Linked DNA regions of Ovis aries: region 1 is linked to region 2. A link is a contact called in public Hi-C data. All regions are on one chromosome and are shown on one strand. The core of a region is the stretch at or near the end of the contact, and the rest is flanking DNA. Distances in the headings are between cores, read along the strand shown. Region 1 has its middle 13 kb from the start of C24H16orf54. Region 2 holds the start of MVP (major vault protein).

Evidence for each region. Hi-C and Micro-C count contacts between places; a contact is called where the count stands out from the background.
Region 1: a Hi-C map of omental adipose tissue shows a contact between it and region 2, with 1.9 times the contacts expected there. The contact joins the enhancer-like site here to the promoter of MVP in region 2. A contact is called at or near these places in 6 of 16 Hi-C or Micro-C datasets (blood, muscle, omental adipose tissue and 1 more).

The regions. Positions count from the first base shown.
Region 1 is chr24:27,005,153-27,008,143 of ARS-UI_Ramb_v3.0, reverse strand. No RefSeq gene overlaps it. Among named protein-coding and RNA genes, the nearest start is that of C24H16orf54, 13 kb to the right of the region's middle. Within about 2 kb of position 1,738, at least 4 of the 54 cell types and tissues checked have an H3K27ac peak or open chromatin away from gene starts, as enhancers often do.
Region 2 is chr24:26,935,527-26,938,501 of ARS-UI_Ramb_v3.0, reverse strand. It overlaps MVP (major vault protein), which reads left to right and starts at 1,566. Exons shown (of 15, transcript XM_042240079.2): 1 at 1,566-1,646. PAGR1 (PAXIP1 associated glutamate rich protein 1) reads left to right here. Exons shown (of 3, transcript XM_042240083.1): 3 at 592-1,021. The coding sequence ends at 791.

The DNA.
Region 1 (2,991 bases), core at 489-2,988, 69 kb before region 2:
CTTCCAACAAGCATAAAATAGAAATTGTAAGTACTAAGAAGGGACTGGTTTGACAGTTTTCTTTTTCAGTAAGTGTGTGTGTTTCTGGGATTCCCAGGTGGTGCAGACATAAAAGAATCTGCCTGCTGGTGCAGGAGATGCAAGACACATGGGTTTGATCGCTGGGTTGGGAAGTTCCCCTGAAGAAGGAAATGGCAACCCACTCCAGTATTCTTGCCTGGAAAAATCTCACGGACAGAGGAGCTTGGTGGGCTACAGTCCATGCGGTCGCAGAGTCGGACATGACAGAACACTTAACGCAACGTGATATGTGTTTTACAATCAATGGTGTCTTATATTTAAGGATATGTGGACCCAGTCTGATGTCCAGCTGGAATATTACACTTGGTTAACGCCCATGTTGTACTGATGACTAAGTATTTCACGTTTCGCCTCTGGCTACTATTGCCATCTCTTTGGTTGGACGTGAGAACTTGTTCATTCCTCACTTTTGGGGTCCCCAACAGACTCCACCACCCATCCTTCTCCAGATGAAACCCCCATTGGGTGCTGAAGGCCTTTTAGGATATCATTAGTTGGGAGAGATACGCAGCTGCTGAGCCTCTGAGAGGACCAGAGCCTAGGTCAGTTAGGGAGTAAGGAAGGGATGGGTGGGGGCCCGTGTTCAGATATCAAACTTCATTCCGTGCTAGGTCAGGACTCAGAGGTCTAAGCAGAGGGTCTAAATCCAGCCCCCCAAGCACACATGCGCACCCGCACCCCTGAGGTCTTGCCCATTTGTGTGGCCATTCCTACCCTCACCTCGAACCTCTCTCTCTCTCTGACCCATCTGGGTGCCTCTGGGAGGAACAAGAGCATGAAGGGCCCCAAGGGTGAAGGTCCCCAGGGTGCTTCCTTCTGGAAGGGCTTCAGTCTGGAGTCGCCTCTCCCCTCCCAGAATCTACTCTCTTCTCCACCCTTTGCCAGGAGGAGAGAAAAACAGGTCTCAGCCACAGAGGCTCTTTCTTCAAGGGGAGGCTGGGGGTCCCAGTCTGTCTTGAGGGATCAATTCTACCCCTCTGCCCCCTTTTCAACCCTGGACACCAGCGATGGGAAAGGAGCAGATCAAGAAAACATCAAGCTCACCCCAGATGGGAAAGCTCCAGACAGGCCAATACCTTCATCTTTCAAGCATCAGATGTGTGTTGAGTGCCTGCCATGGCCAGGCTCTGAGCACACCGTGGAGATTCATCTAGCAAAGATGCCGGGCAGAAGTGGCTGGTGCCTTGGCCGATGTCCTGAACTAAAGGGGCAATTCTCACAGGACACGGACCAGAGATGCCACCTGGGCTACACCTATGCTGCGATACACACTTCCACCCCAGTGCCCTCCTGTCCTGCCTCCAAGGAAACAAGGACACTCTCTGCCAGGCAGCCTTCCCTGCTCCAGGGATCTTAGATCTTCGAGGACCAGCTCCTCCGACCTGCAGGGGGATAGCTGAACCCTCATGGAACTGGGTGTCAGGACAGAAATGGGGACCCAAGATGAGCAGGGAACTGAAAGGCAAAAGCCTTGGGCTCAAGAGGGAGTCAGAGTCTAGTAGAGGCAGAAGGGAGACGTGTACCAGGAGTCTCAAACTCAGATGCCTCTAGGATCCAAGCACGTGAGACAAATGGGGGAGGCTGGAAGAAGACGCAGGGGAGCAAACTGTGGCCAACCGGAGAATGTGGGTGGCAACCACAGCATCCCAATTAAAATAGAAAAAAAGCAAGCTGCCAGGCTGAATCTCAAGCTCACCCTTGAACAGAAAAATGAACCAGTCCTCCCAGCCTGATCCTAAATGCAAGCACTGGGAGGGGATTCCCCCACCTGCCTAGAAGAAAAGGGAGCGTAGGGAGGCAAAAACAATTCATGCTCTCCTTGCAAGGGTGGATTTCCAGGCAGAGGAGACTGTAGGCAAAGGGTCAGAAGTGGGAAATGGCTTGGATTGTTTGGTTAAGATTTGAGGCTGAGATCAGGAGAGGCGAGATGACTAGGAGCTGGGCAGCATCCAGACCACAAAATGGTAGGTCAGAGGACTTGGACTCTGTCCCAAGAACAATCAGATTGAAACTGGAAAATGAGATAAGCATATTTGCAGGAAGATCTATTTGAAGGGGCCAGAGTGGCTGTAGGCAGGCCAAGGGAAGGCTGATACCGCTACTCAGGGGCTTGAATGTGGGTCATGGCAGGTGGTCAGCAAGAAGGGAGGGCAGGTAGGAGAAATAGTATCTGCAAAGGCTCAGGGCGCAGATGGAACCTGATGGGTTCAGGGCCAGAGGAAGAACTGGGTGTGGCCATGAGAATGAGGAGACAGGGGTGAATGGCCAAAGTCTCACATTTCACCTGGTATCTACCTGGTATCTTCCTTCTTCCCTGACCAGCCTGAGACTAGGCTCAGATGACTTCCACAGGCTGCCCCCACCCAGCATAAAGCCAATGTCCATTAAAGCAAACATGCCCATCAAAAATCAGGTGCAAATCAAGGCAGCATATACAGCATCATCACTGCCGGCTGCTGGGGGAGAAGGAAACACACGTTTATTTAACTGAGGGCCCTTGCTCAGCACGTGTAGGTCTTATTCTCAGTTCATGCTTATGGGAGTGGGGATGTTAGTAACTCCCGTTTGCTCAGGAAACTGAGGCTTTATGAAGTTAAGAATGTTGCTTAGGGTCAATAAAGTGGAGGAGCAGATTCAAAAACAAGTATTTGTTGAAAGCCTACTATGTGCCAGGCACTGTCCTAGACGCTGGATATACAACAATGAGCAAACGGTGAAAAAGCCCTAGTCTCATGGAGTTTATATTCTAGTGGGGGGCTCTGTGTGGGGGCGGGGCGGGGTAGGGAAGAGAATAAACAATGGAGTGGCGAGGGGAGAATAGACAATAAAAAAAATACCGAAGAATACCGCCAAATCCCCTTATGGCCACCAGAGGGCACTGCAGTCACAGCACCGTCCATTCTGCTCTGA
Region 2 (2,975 bases), core at 317-2,816:
GGGAGCCCATTGAGTTCTGAAGCCTTGCTTAACAGTTCTCTTCCACATGACCTTGTCATGGGTGGGATCTCCCGTGGTGGCTCCCGGCACTTGGCCTCGTCTTTCCTGTTTCTGCTAGTTCTACATTTCTCATTAAACAGGTCTCCGAGTTCCTTCCCTGGGGCTTTTGCACTTGCTTGTCCCCTGCCTGGGGCACACCTCCCTGATCTTCTCACTTCTGGCCTCTTCTTATAATTCAAACCTTCACTTCCCACCCCATCTGAGACCCCAACCCTAAACCTCAGAACCTCCATGACGTCTATGGCAATTATGTCTGAATGAATTGAAAATGTTATATGGTTTACAAATAGTCTTCTACCCTGCATGTAGAAAGATAATGTGCTTCTAATTCTAAAAATTTGAGTGTGAGTTGAATGTGCCAAAATGAAACCAAAAAATTAAAATGTGACAATATCCAAAAAAAAAGTGCCTTCATAACAGACCTGGAAATCTCTTTGTTTAATAAGCTCCCCAAGTGATTAATAAGACCCAGGCAGGTCTGGCACATACTGCCTCACTCCCTTCCACTTTTCTCATCTTCCCCTTCTTCAGGAAGCTCAGCCCGGAGCCAGAAACGGGAGGCCCGCCTGGACAAGGTCCTTTCAGACATGAAGCGACACAAGAAGCTAGAGGAGCAGATCCTTCGTACCGGCAGGGACCTCTTCAGCCTGGACTCAGAGGACGCCAGCCCCGCCAGCCCCCCGCTCCGGTCCTCAGGAAGTAGTCTCTTCCCCCGGCAGCGGAAATACTGAGGGTGCTGAGTCTGCCTGCTGGAGCCTTGGCCCACCTTCCCTCACCCAGGGTCTTGGGCAAGAGGAGAGATGCTCCCAGACTCCCACCACAACACCTTGCCGGAAGGAGGACTGACGTGTGTGTGTGTGTGTGTGTGTGTGTGTGTGTGTGTGTGTTTTCTCTTGAACATCTGTTGGGAGACCTGAGCCAAATTTTCTGAATCTAAAATAAAAAAAAATTTTAAAAGCAAGTTACCTTCTCTTAGAGGAGAGGCTGCCGCTGAAGCCAAGATCCTTGTGGAGAAGCAGGACTGTACTCACCCTGACTGCAATTGAAGGCAGATGGGGTAGAAGTGAGCTCAGTCAGCACCTGCCCCCTGCCTCAGGCTGTGGACCCTTCCCAGTGTGCATCCAGGGCTGCCAGCTGGCTGTGGGGTGGGCATTCCCCACCACTGAATGAGGTCAGTGCCTTCAGCTGTAGTAGGAGCCACCTTGTTTTTCTTCATTAGTTGTTCAATCGTGTCTGACTCTTTTGCGACCCCATGGACTATGTAGCCCCATGGACAGGCTCCTTTGTCCATGAGATTTCCCAGGCAAGAATACTGGAGTGGGTGCCATTTCCTTCTCCAGGGGATCTTCCTGACCCAGGGATCAAACCCGTATCTCCTGACTTGGTAGGCAAGTTTCTTTACCACTGAATCACCTGGGAAGCCGCCTAGAGGTGGAGAAAAAAAAGAAATGAGAACCAGCTGCTAGGGCCCTTTAAATCCCAAGCCCCACCCCTGAGCCTGCTCTGTCGGGAAGTGATCCCCAGGGCTGGGTGCTGGAGTTTCCCTGAACTGAGGAGTCTGTTGCAGCCAAGCCACACTTCTGGATGTAAGTACTTCATAAAGGCCCCAAACCAGTGAGTGGGACCTTGTGGCTCTCAAGTCCCTCTTCAGCTCTGTTGTGCCTTCTTGAGGCTTCAGCTGGGGCAAGTGGTCCCTGAACCAGAACTATGAGAAGATGGATGGCGGCTTAGCCTCGGGAGGGTTTGCTTTCTTTTTTTTTTTCTGGCTTCTGAAGTAAAGGTAGATCAACTTGTCACCTTGCCAACACCCCCAGACCCGAAATCTCAGGCCTTTCAGACCTCCAGCTCCCCCATCAGCAGTAGGGGCAGAGGAAACCTAAGGGATCCATTTAGAATCCCTCCTCCAGTCAGATTGGTCCCTGCTAGATTTATCTTGCCTGTCCCCTTAAGCTCTTAGAATGTAATTTTTTTTTTTTTTCCTCCATTGAGATTCCTCAGCTCTGCAGACATCAGTGTGTTCCCCTCTTCCCTGCTCAGGGCTGTGTCAGCTGTGGGCCTTGCAGATCATTTGAGAAATCATTGGCAGAGTAATCTTAAGGAAGGCTTGATTTCCGGAAGACACGGAGTTTGCTGAGCAAGGCTCTGTTTGGTTTTTGTTTTTGACGGGGCGGGGGACAGGGTGACCAAAGTGTAAGGAAGCTCTATTTTGGACCCACTGGCCTGTAATTCTGGGGATCTTAGAAGCACAGAGGGTTGGGCGGCGGCGGGTAGTAGAAGCAGGTTGTGCCCTCTTTGCTCCATATCCGCGTAGGCCCCTAGATTTTATGGGGAGGAGGGCTGGCAGTCAGTAGGGTGCCAACTGACTCCCAGAAGCTTCTGCATGTTGCCACCCTTGGCACACAGGACACCCGACCTGCCCTGGGGGCGAGGCTTTCTGGACAGGGCAGTTCTTTAAAGCCATGAGCATGTAGGGCAGCCACGTTGAATGGCTCCTTGTTGGGTGCTGCCTTCCTAGGTTGCAGAGAATACCTTTGAACTGCACTGGCACTATCTCCTGAAGAGTACCCAGCCCCACCCAGGTCCCAAAGTCCTGACTCTAGAATCTTACTGACATTTTTGCATGAGAAGCCACACTACTTCCTGGTTTGGCGGTTCTGCAGACATAGTGGGCTGCAGTCCATGGGGTCTCTGAGAGTTGGACATGACTGAGCAACTTCACTTTCACTTTTCACTTTCATGCATTGGAGAAGGAAATGGCAACCCACTCCAGTGTTCTTGTCTGGAGAATCCCAGGGACGGCGGAGCCTGGTGGGCTGCTGTCTGTGGGGTCGCACAGAGTCGGACACGGCTGAAGCAACTTAGCAGCAGCAGCAGACATAGTACCTCGGGTGGAATTCTGGCTCCATCCCTTGATC